Linked DNA regions of Macaca mulatta: regions 1 and 2 are each linked to region 3. Evidence: chromatin contacts called from public Hi-C data. All regions are on one chromosome and are shown on one strand. The core of a region is the stretch at or near the end of the contact, and the rest is flanking DNA. Distances in the headings are between cores, read along the strand shown. Region 1 holds the start of RAD51D (RAD51 paralog D). Region 2 holds the start of LIG3 (DNA ligase 3). Region 3 has its middle 60 kb from the start of CCL1.

Region 1 (3,300 bases), core at 219-2,718, 700 kb before region 3:
AGGATGCGGGTGCAACGAGCTGACTTCATAATCATCACAGAGTGTAACAATTATGGGCCAGCCTCCCCCCTTGATTTGAGGCCACTGCTGTCCCGCTAGCTATGTGGCTGGCCAGACCAAGGGCCAGTGTGACTGAGAAGCAGCATCATGAGAGGGGTAAAACCAAGGAACAGACTGCATGAGCCCTTGGGCCCCTTCCAGCTCTAATACTCCATGGTGAGAGCAGCCCTGCCCTTCTCTGAAGATCTCAAAATGCCTGACACCTGTGCCCTTCAGCACTGCCCTGCGAAGGAGAAGAAGGATGGTGACAGACGGGCATGTAGAGGATGGCGGTGTGGCCCTGAGAGATAGGCAGTATTAGAAAGTGTCTGTTGGGGAGGGAAACTTTGTCCGTAGATGCCAAGGCTCTCTATCCTGAAACCACAGGCGGCAGATTCCACTGTGCCCAGTAGGTTGGGGAAAGGGAAAGCCCAGACGGTTTATAGGGGTTCATGGCTCACATATGATCAGACTTCACTGCTAGAATTCTAAATGTGCTACACCGACACTCCCAATACCTTCCTGTGTGGAGGGACAATGGTGGTTGTTGCAGCAGAATACAGAGATAGGCCACACCTGATCTCTGCTCTCAGAGAAACCACCTTACAGTAGGAAAACATGTACACAGCTTCATGGGTGGGGAGGGGAGCTGTTAGAAAGCACTGGCTCTGCAGTCAGAGGTGGATGTGAAGTCCAGCCCTGTGCTGCCTAGCTGGGTGACCTTGGGCAAGTGACTTAACCTCACCGAACCTCAGTTTCTTCATTGGTGAAACAGGGATAAAAAATAGCGCCTCCCTCACAGGTTTGTGATGAGATAACCATGTACAGTTTTATTTCTTCCTGTGGATGAGGCAAAGAACATTTAAAAATGCCAAATTATGCCGGGCGCGGTGGCTCAAGCCTGTAATCCCAGCACTTTGGGAGGCCAAGACGGGCGGATCACGAGGTCAGGAGATGGAGACCATCCTGGCTAACATGGTGAAACCCCGTCTCCACTAAAAAAATACAAAAAACTAGCCGCTTGAGGTGGGGCGCCTGTAGTCCCAACTACTCGGGAGGCTGAGGCAGGAGAATGGCGTAAACCCGGGAGACGGAGCTTGCAGTGAGCTGAGATCCGGCCACTGCACTCCAGCCTAGGCGACAGAGCGAGACTCCGTCTCAAAAAAAAAAAAAAAAAAAAAAAAAAAAAAAAAAAAAGCCAAATTATGTATTTTTGTGTGTGTTCTATATAACTAAGGTTTTCTGCCTTAAAAAAAAAAAAAAATAATAAATAAAGGCCAGGCACGGTGGCTTACACCTGTAATCCCTGCACTTTCGGAGACGAACGCAGGAGGACTGTTTGAGCCCAGGAGTTCGAGACCTGCCTGGGCAACACGGTGAAACCCCATTTTGTGGAGGTGAAACCTCTACAAAAAAAATACAAAAATTAGCTGGGCAATGTGGCGCCTGACTGTAGTCCCAGCTACTCAGGAGGCTGAGACAAGAGGATCGCTTGAACCCAGGAGGTCGAGGCTGCAATGAACTGAGATCTCACCAGGGCACTCCAGCCTGGGCGGCCGACCAAGACCCTGTATCAACCAAAACAAAACAAACTTTTGAAAAACAGACGCAGGTGTCCCTGGGTGCTTTGCTGCTTCTTGGCACCTGTCGTATAATCTGTAATGATGTGATTTCTGTGATTCCTTTTCATTGTCTGTCCCTCGCTCACAGGTAAGCTCCCTGGGGGTAAAGGCGGGTCGTCTTGGGTCGCATTTTGTCCCCAGCGTTTGGAACAGAAGGCTCTTTAGAAGGCCGGTGTGTGTGCTGCGTTAGAAAGTAGAGGCCGGATGCGGCCGTGGGTGGCGTGTTGAGCGCAGAGCGGGTCGTGGGCGGTGGAGAGTGGCGCGCCGCGGGCTGGGTGTAGGGGGCGCAGCGGCTCTGCCCCACGCGGCCCGCAGATGGCGCTGCAGGCCAGGTCCTCGCCGGGCGCCAGCCTGGAACCCGGAAGCGGCAGCGCGGCGCGACCGGGCTGGCGGGCTCTGGAAGCGGGAATCCCGGCGGATCCCGGGAGGGCCGATAACCCCCAGCCCTACCCTTGGTGCCGCCTCCTCCTCCCTCCTTCCTCCTCCTGCAGCCAGCGCGCCTGTGTCCCCTCTAGGAAGGGGTGGAAGAGGGGCGTCTGGAGAGGACCCCGCGAATGCCCACGTGACTGGCAGTCCTCCTTGGGGCTCTTCCAGCCTGCAGGGAACATGGGCGTACTCAGAGTCGGACTGTGCCCTGGCCTCACCCAGGAGATGATCCAACTTCTCAGGAGCCGCAGGATCAAGACAGGTGACCGGGTGTGCGCGTGCCAGAGAGCCGCGCGGGCCGCGCACAGCCTGGGCAGGCCCCGAGGGCTGGCACCCTGCCCTGGCATATTTGCAGGGAGCTTCTCCTCCATTCCTAGAGGGCCACGCTTCTGGAGAGGCTCAGGAATGGTGGGCGTGGGGAGCCAAGCTCTAAAGCAGGGTGGAGGATTCCTATTGTGTGCAGGGCACCGCGCCGGCTCTTGGCAGCTTTGTGATTTCACAGTGGCCTCCTGAGAAGGCCTGCTGAGAGGTAGAATTGACACCCCATTTGACAGATGAGGAAGAACCAAGTGTGGGAGGGCCCCGGCCTCTCTGCCAATCCGCTATACGTGTTTTGTTTTCAGTGGTGGACCTGGTTTCTGCAGACCTGGAGGAGGTAGCTCAGAAATGCGGCTTGTCTTACAAGGTGAGCTCCGTATCTATCTCCACACTCCAAACCTGAGTGTCTTTAAAAGTCCATCGCAAGCCAGCTGGGCGCGGTGGCTCACGCCTGTAATCCCAGCATTTTGGGAGGCCGAGGCGGGCGGGCCACTGGAAGTCAGAAGTCAGAAGCTTCAGACCATCCTGGCCAACATGGTGAAACCCCGTCTCTACTAAAAATACAAAAATTAGCTGGGTGTGGTGGCGGGCGCCTACAATCCCAGCTACTCGGGAGGCTGAGGAAAGAGAATGGTTTGAGCCCAGGAGGCAGAGGTTGCAGTGAGCCGAGATCGTGCTACTGCACTCCAGTCTGGGCGACAGAGTGAGACTCTGTCTAAAACAACAACAACAAAAGTCTATCCCACGCCAAAGGGAGCAGAGGGGTCTCAGATATTGAGAAGTGGGGTGAATGAGACCCTGGGATGCCAGCTTCTATGGGCAATTCGTTGCTGAGCAGTCTGGGCCCCTTTGGCAGGCCCTGGTTGCCCTGAGGCGGGTGCTGCTGGCTCAGTTC
Region 2 (3,169 bases), core at 373-2,872, 560 kb before region 3:
CACGTACCAGCTGTATAACTTTGATGGGTTACTTACCTCTGTTTCTGAGCTTCCCCATCTGTAAAATGTGACTAATTATGGGACCTAACTCAAATAGCTATTCTAAGAGTAAAACCCTTAAAACAGCTGGGCACACAGCAAGAGCTCTCACTGATTAACGTCAGCTCCTATCATGATCGGTGAAGTCGTTATGTTTCAAGAAGAGGCTCCCGATGTGCAATTAACCTGTTTATAATTCAGCAACTTGAATCAGAGAGTGCTGAAGTAACTGGGCAGCAAGACTCACAGGAACTCATAAATCAATCCAAATGGAAACAGATTATATCAGCATCTTCTTATATTCATGTTTTCTAAAGCATTTTATAGTCCTAGTTTTAAGTATACTGGAATTATGTTGTCTGAAGAAGCTGTGAAGCAAAATTGCTATCATGTTAAAAAGCAGGCTTTGCTTACTGTAGTGCAACATGGTGTGAAGGAAAGCTGGTGGACCTGGAATAAGGGATGGGAGTGCAAGTCTGACGGTACAGTTTACCGACTGTTACCTCGGAGAAAACTTAATTTATCTGCATCTGTTTTCTTATTTCTAAAATAGGGTAAAAAATACCTACATCACAGGGTAGTTGGGAAAATTACAAGGAATCCATGAATGCGCTGGTTGTGGGGGAGGGAGGCGGTTCTGAACTCTCTAAAAATGTATACAAAATGCACATTCGAAAATGCACGGATTTTTGGAGGTCTATCACTTTCGTGACATTCACAAAGGGCTATATAACGCTCAAAGTTTAAGAACCACAGAGGTGAGGTGGGTGGAAGTACGGCAGACCCATAAAAGGAGGTCAGAACAAGTGAGTTTCAACACTTTCCCTGGAAGATCAATTTGCAGAGCAACCTCTAGGGCCCCAATTATGAAAGGAGTGGACTTGAGGGAGGCTCGGGAGGCGCTGGGCCACGAGGAGGCACAATGCAGCTTTGAGGAAACCCGTCTGTCCCTCGTTCCGCACCCTCACAACGGCCGCAGCCCAGGGGCCAGAGAGGGAAATCGCTGAGGCCTGGCCGCCGCCGCTTTTCTCGAAGGGCTTCCCGCGCCGCTCTCGGAGAATGGCGGGGACAGTGGGGCGGGCGGAGTAGGCCGCGACCCCCGGCGAGGTAGAAAAGATCGCTCCTCCACCGGGTCCGGGACGCAGGCGGGAAGTGATCAAGGCTCCCAGAGCCCCACCCGAGCGCGCCCGCTTCAGCGCAGGAGGACGCACGCCGGGCCGGGATACGAGAAGGCCCCGTGGGTTCCCCAGGGCGCACAGCCAGGCGCCGGCTTCCCCGCCTCACGCGGCACCGTGGGGGTCCCGGGGAGCCGCGAGCCTCCCCATGGGCTCCCGGGAGGGCCGCCACGTCACGGAGGGTGTGCCCCGGGGCTCTGCAGGCGGGCGGGGGAGGAGCCGGGGGGTTGGCTCCTCGGCCGCGCCGAGCTCCCCGCCCCGGCCCGCTGCCTTCCCCATGCCGGGCCCCGCCGCGCCGCTCCTCACCTGCCTCTCCAGCTCCGGCGCTCACCGCAGGCCTCGGGACTAGCTCACTACAGGCCGCCGGCAGCCCACGACGGTTGGAGTTCCTGTCTCTTTAAATCCGGGTCCTTGAGCTGGAGGCAGCACGCAGGCGCAAGAACCGAGGCCGCGGCCGCGCTACCTGTCCCCGCCCCCGTCTGCCACGTGGGTCATAGTCACAGTCTGCCTGCCCTGTGATGTTTGGAAGTAGTTTTCAACCTGCAATCGCCGCCCGGGAAGCGGAGGTGAGGGGACGTGGTGGCTCCTCGGAACGCAGCCTGGCCTGAACTTCCGAGGATCCCCTTGATTTTCTCATACTGTTAGAGAGGATCTAGTTTTTAAAGATACTGTAATGAGGTCGGGGAAGGCAAAGATTGCGTCAATCTATTTTTTAAATATAATCCCTCTCTTTGTGTCCTGCAGACTGCCTAGTAAATAGTAGTCAGTAACTTTCATGGAATTGAGACGAGGCACTAAATAGCAGGTAGATATAAAATGTAAAGGAGTGATGGAGGAGAAACTCCTTGATTGTATATCGTTCAAAGTGTATTATCTTAAATCTGAAGCCAGCTCCATGAGAGTTGGGGATGGCGATTTTTACAAGTGTAGCAGCCTGAGGGTAAAGGACCTCTTCAGAGTCTAGGAACAGCAAACATTTGGGCCTTGTTAGGTAAGCAAGGAACAGATTCCCGAGAGAATTCTGTGCTGTGTGATGAAGAGTTTCGTCTTTACTCTGTAGAGGGTGGAGAGCCATGAAGAGTCTTAGGGAATACTGTTGAAGCTGGGTGGGGAGAGACTGAGGCAAGGGAACAAATCAGAAGGTTCTCATAGTGACCCATGTGGGAGATGAAATTCAGCTAGTTGGGGTGGAGAGTAAAGTGTGGTTTTGAAGATCATTTAGAATTTAAATGATCTAAATAAAGTGCTCATTTATGGATAAAATAATAATAATCTGAGTGAGCAGAAAGATAAGGGTACCATCAACTGAAATAGAAAATAGAGAGGCAGAGGAGGTGTTAGGGGCAGAAGGATGAGTTTTGTATTGGATACATTAAGTTTGGTTGAGTAAGTTTAACTGCGATTCTAATGTTCGGAGGGGAGTAAAACCTGTTTTTAATGCGCAGCAGAATGAACCAGGGCTTTGGAATTGGAAGGTCACTGGAGACTTACGTCCTAGCTATGATAATTGAGTGATCTTGAGCACATCTCTACATTTGCTACATTTTTTTTAAGTTTCCTCAATGGTATCTGTCTTTTTCCAGTGCTGTAATCACAGCCACAGGTGACTATTGAGCACTTGAATGTTGCATGGAATTGAGATGTGCTATAAGTGAAGAAAATACAAACCAAAAAATTCATACTAAAAAAAGTAAAATATCTCATTAATAATATGTACCACATAATGACATTTAGGCCGACAATGGACCAAATATAATAGGGTGGTCCCATAAGATTATAATGGAACTGAAAAATCCCTGTCATATAGTGACAGCACATTACTCATGTGTTTGTGGAGATGCTGGTGGAAATGAACCTACTGCATTGCCAGTTGTATAAAAGCATAATACACACAATTATGTACAGTATATAATACTTGATAATAAGGGACAATGTTGCTGGTTTATATATTTAGT
Region 3 (3,230 bases), core at 274-2,773:
TCCTTGCTTCCTGACTTTGTGCTTGACCATGTGAGTTGCTTTGGTAAAGGAGATGTTAGTAATATGACAGAAGTTTTTATGTGTTTGGGCATCTCCTATTGTACCTCTCCCACTGCCATAAAATGAGCATACCCCAGCTAGCCCGCCAGCCCAGGGTGGGTGACAGATGCTTGGAGCAAGCTCTTCCAGTCAACCCTCCATCTTGCAGTGAGAAGCAGGGCCGTGGCTTGAAGCAGAATTGCCTGGCTGAACTGAGATCACCCAAGCCATAACAGACTTGAATACATTTGAGAATGAAGGCTAATTTACCTACACCACTGAGACTTTTGTGACTGTTACACAGCCATAGCTAACGGATACATAAGCCATCTACACAACGTGCTTTGACAGTTCTCCAGTCCCTATGTGAAATCTCTTTTTACTTTAATTCATTAAAGTTAAAAGAAGATCACTGAGCACCCTCTAGATGCCCATTTCAAGGTTAGGCAGGATGTATTTACAGGTTTTGATTTCTCTCTTTGAGGTGCTCATCCTGGGGGGGTCAGGAAAGCAAACAAATTGTTATGAGATAGGACGTCAGTGAAAGTATCCTGGAGGAAAAAGGACTCTGAGTCAAGTCTTGAAGGAGGAGGAAGGGGCAGGGTGCTCAAGGCAGAATGCACAGGATGTGCAAGGGCACAAGGTCGTAAAGCAAGCTGGGTTGTTTCTGGAACCTAAGACCCTCTTTGTGTTGGAATGTAAACTCCAGCATGGAGAGGCGGGCAGAGTCCAGGCCTGGCTCGGACATTTTACAAGTCCTGGGCCAAATGTTTTTTATTTTTTTTAGAAAAGGCATCAACTGTGGCAATTTATGACCAGATGATGAAGTCCAGGGATACTCCATTAAATAAAAAAGCGGCAGAAGATGTGATAAAACTCAAAGAAACAAGAAGAGAATAAAAAGACTCTTGGTCCCACTGCTGATGCGATCAACAGCATAATCCAGGCATGGCACAGGCACAGAAGTAATTACACCAAGACACCTGCTCCTGCAAGTCAGGCTGGGGTCTGGCAGGCTCTGTGCGGTGCTGCTGACGTGGAGCGCACCCTCGGCAGAGCTGGTGGAGCTGCGGTGGAAAGGGCCTTCTCCTGCCCCAGCTGCTGACCTGGCCCCTCTGCCTGGCACTGTCCTCACCCCACTGTACCCAAAACCTCTGGAGATGCAGACCTTCCCCTTGGCTTCTCAGGGTGTCGCTGCCCCTCTGACTTGTGAGTGTCGCCCGCTCTTTGCAGGGGGAGGTGGCTGGGGTTGTAGGGAGGGGAAGGTGAGCAGGCTAGGGGCCGTACGGTGATGAGCAGAGCCTCTCCCTCCGCCCACCCCTCTCTTTCTGACTCCCCCTCCAGGAGTGGGGGAGCCCAGCCCAAGTGTGTGTGATTTCAGAGTTAATCTGTCTGCACTAATTAAATATTGACGGCTGTTAAATATTCATGGGGCATTTTAGCTGCCAGGTCTGATGTCTCCAGGCCCTGCTGGCTGCAGCTCTTCGGATCGGCTCTTTCAGCTGGCGGTCCCTCTGTGCTCCTGCCCCTCTCCTCCTCCCCCACCTCTTTCTCTCACCCAGATGTTCCCAGCTGCTCCCTGGGGCCTCCCTGGGTCTCAGGCCCCTCTCCTTGCATCTCAGGTCACTTCTTCCCCAACCTTGGGACCCCCCCTCCATTAGTTCACTTGTGTAGAGTTTGAGGGGTTGCAGCTTTGGGTTTGGGGGCTTGGTGGGACGAGCAGCAGAGTGAACAGAGGGAATGTGGCCTGTGGTGTAGGAAGGGCTTAGGCTCAGGTGCTACGGAGAAGCCAGATGAGTGGCATCCGGCGAGGGTTCCCTTCTGGGAACTTCCATTAGTAGCTGGGAGCGCCGGGCTCTGGGAGGTGCTGGGATGAGGCGGGGAGAGAGCACATTTCTTCTTCTCGGTCTAGAGTGAGGAGGTGCCCCATAAAGAGGTGGTTCTGGTCCTCAGGAAACACTGTTATGGGGGCAGGGCAGGGGTTGTCTGGTGTACGGCTTGCTGGCGTCACCCACAAGACCCCCAACCAGACCGGGGGAGGCAGCACCCAGGGAGGCTCTCCAGAGCGTGATGTCAGGCCAAATCCAAGAGACAAGCGGGAATTAGACAAGTCAGTAAAAGAGGATTTTTGAGGAAAGGGGTTCCTGTCAAGGGAACAGCATGAGGGAACCACCTGGACTAGAGGGAGAGGAGGGCCCAATAGCGAATGGCAGGCGTTCTCAGGAGCAGAGGAGAGAAGTGGGCAGGCTGCAGGAGCGGTGTTGCATGCTAGGCTGGGGCTGGGCGTGGGCTGCTTCCTCCTCCTCTCCTCCTCTCCCTCTCACACTCTCTGACCCGCCATCCTTCTGTCTCGGCTCTTACTCGCTGTCTGAGGCTCTTTTTGCTCTACCTGGCTGCCCGCCCTGCACCTTCTCACCCCAATAAGTGGTCACCTCTGCTCTTCCTGAAGGAGGGGCGGAGTCAGAGCAGGCCACCCTGGGGGTGGACAGGAGGTGGCAGGAGGCGGCCTCCATGCCCGTCAGGAAGTCAGTTTCTCTCTGTTTTCTTCCCGAGTGTCATCTAGTCCCAAAGCGAGGGCCAGCATCTTCTGAGGCCCAGCACCTCTGATTTCCTGAAGGGCTGTGTGACTCCAGGTAAAGAGGTTGCATTTGCAGTTGGTCAGCAGCATCTAGCCCCGGCTCCCCAAGGCCAAGAGGTGCTATTCAGGCCCTCCCAGGAACCTGGCCTTTGTGCCAGGCTCTGGATCCAGTGCTGGCCTCACTCCACTGTGTAACTTTCCACCTCAGTGCAGGGGCTGGAGTGTCGAAGCTGTCCCCCACCTTACTGCATGTGCAGTTCTAGTTATGTGGGGTCTGTGAGTTCCGGGGAGACATGACCGGAGTAACTGTGTGTGTCAGCTCTCCCTCAACGTGTGAAGGCATCTGCACTGAGCTTTGGGCCAAAGGGAATCTGAAAATCTGGGCTGCTTCACTTTGGATAATACTAAAAACAACAATATTGACCATAATAATGTGTGTTGAGTGCTGGCTCTTGTGTTAAGCACTTTACATGCATGATTTCATTTAATCCTCACTGAACTCTATAAGCTAGACAGTTTTATTACCCACAACTCACATAGAAGAAAATAGAAGTTCAGAGAGGTCTAGAAACCTGTCCAGGGTCACACAGCAAAGGATGGAGCTAGAGTCTGA

The links. Hi-C and Micro-C count contacts between places; a contact is called where the count stands out from the background.
Region 1: a contact with region 3 is called in a Hi-C map of fetal cortex germinal zone, with 3 times the contacts expected there. The contact joins the promoter of RAD51D here to the enhancer-like site in region 3. A contact is called at or near these places in 7 of 14 Hi-C or Micro-C datasets (CD4 T cells, blood, fetal cortex germinal zone and 3 more).
Region 2: a Hi-C map of fetal cortex germinal zone shows a contact between it and region 3, with 5 times the contacts expected there. The contact joins the promoter of LIG3 here to the enhancer-like site in region 3. A contact is called at or near these places in 3 of 14 Hi-C or Micro-C datasets (fetal cortex germinal zone, fetal cortical plate and liver).

What each region holds. Positions count from the first base shown.
Region 1 is chr16:44,640,120-44,643,419 of T2T-MMU8v2.0, reverse strand. RAD51D (RAD51 paralog D) reads left to right here and starts at 1,468. Exons shown (of 10, transcript XM_077970796.1): 1 at 1,468-2,349; 2 at 2,711-2,772; 3 at 3,262-3,300. The coding sequence starts at 1,977. FNDC8 (fibronectin type III domain containing 8) reads right to left here and starts at 15. Exons shown (of 4, transcript NM_001194617.2): 1 at 1-15.
Region 2 is chr16:44,500,539-44,503,707 of T2T-MMU8v2.0, reverse strand. LIG3 (DNA ligase 3) reads right to left here and starts at 1,622. Exons shown (of 20, transcript NM_001265970.1): 1 at 1,521-1,622. It overlaps CCT6B (chaperonin containing TCP1 subunit 6B), which reads left to right and starts at 1,692. Exons shown (of 12, transcript XM_015119058.3): 1 at 1,692-1,780. The coding sequence starts at 1,733.
Region 3 is chr16:43,939,019-43,942,248 of T2T-MMU8v2.0, reverse strand. No RefSeq gene overlaps it. Among named protein-coding and RNA genes, the nearest start is that of CCL1, 60 kb to the right of the region's middle. Within about 2 kb of position 1,523, at least 3 of the 40 cell types and tissues checked have an H3K27ac peak or open chromatin away from gene starts, as enhancers often do. A contact at or near this core is called in fetal cortex germinal zone, where this site is marked.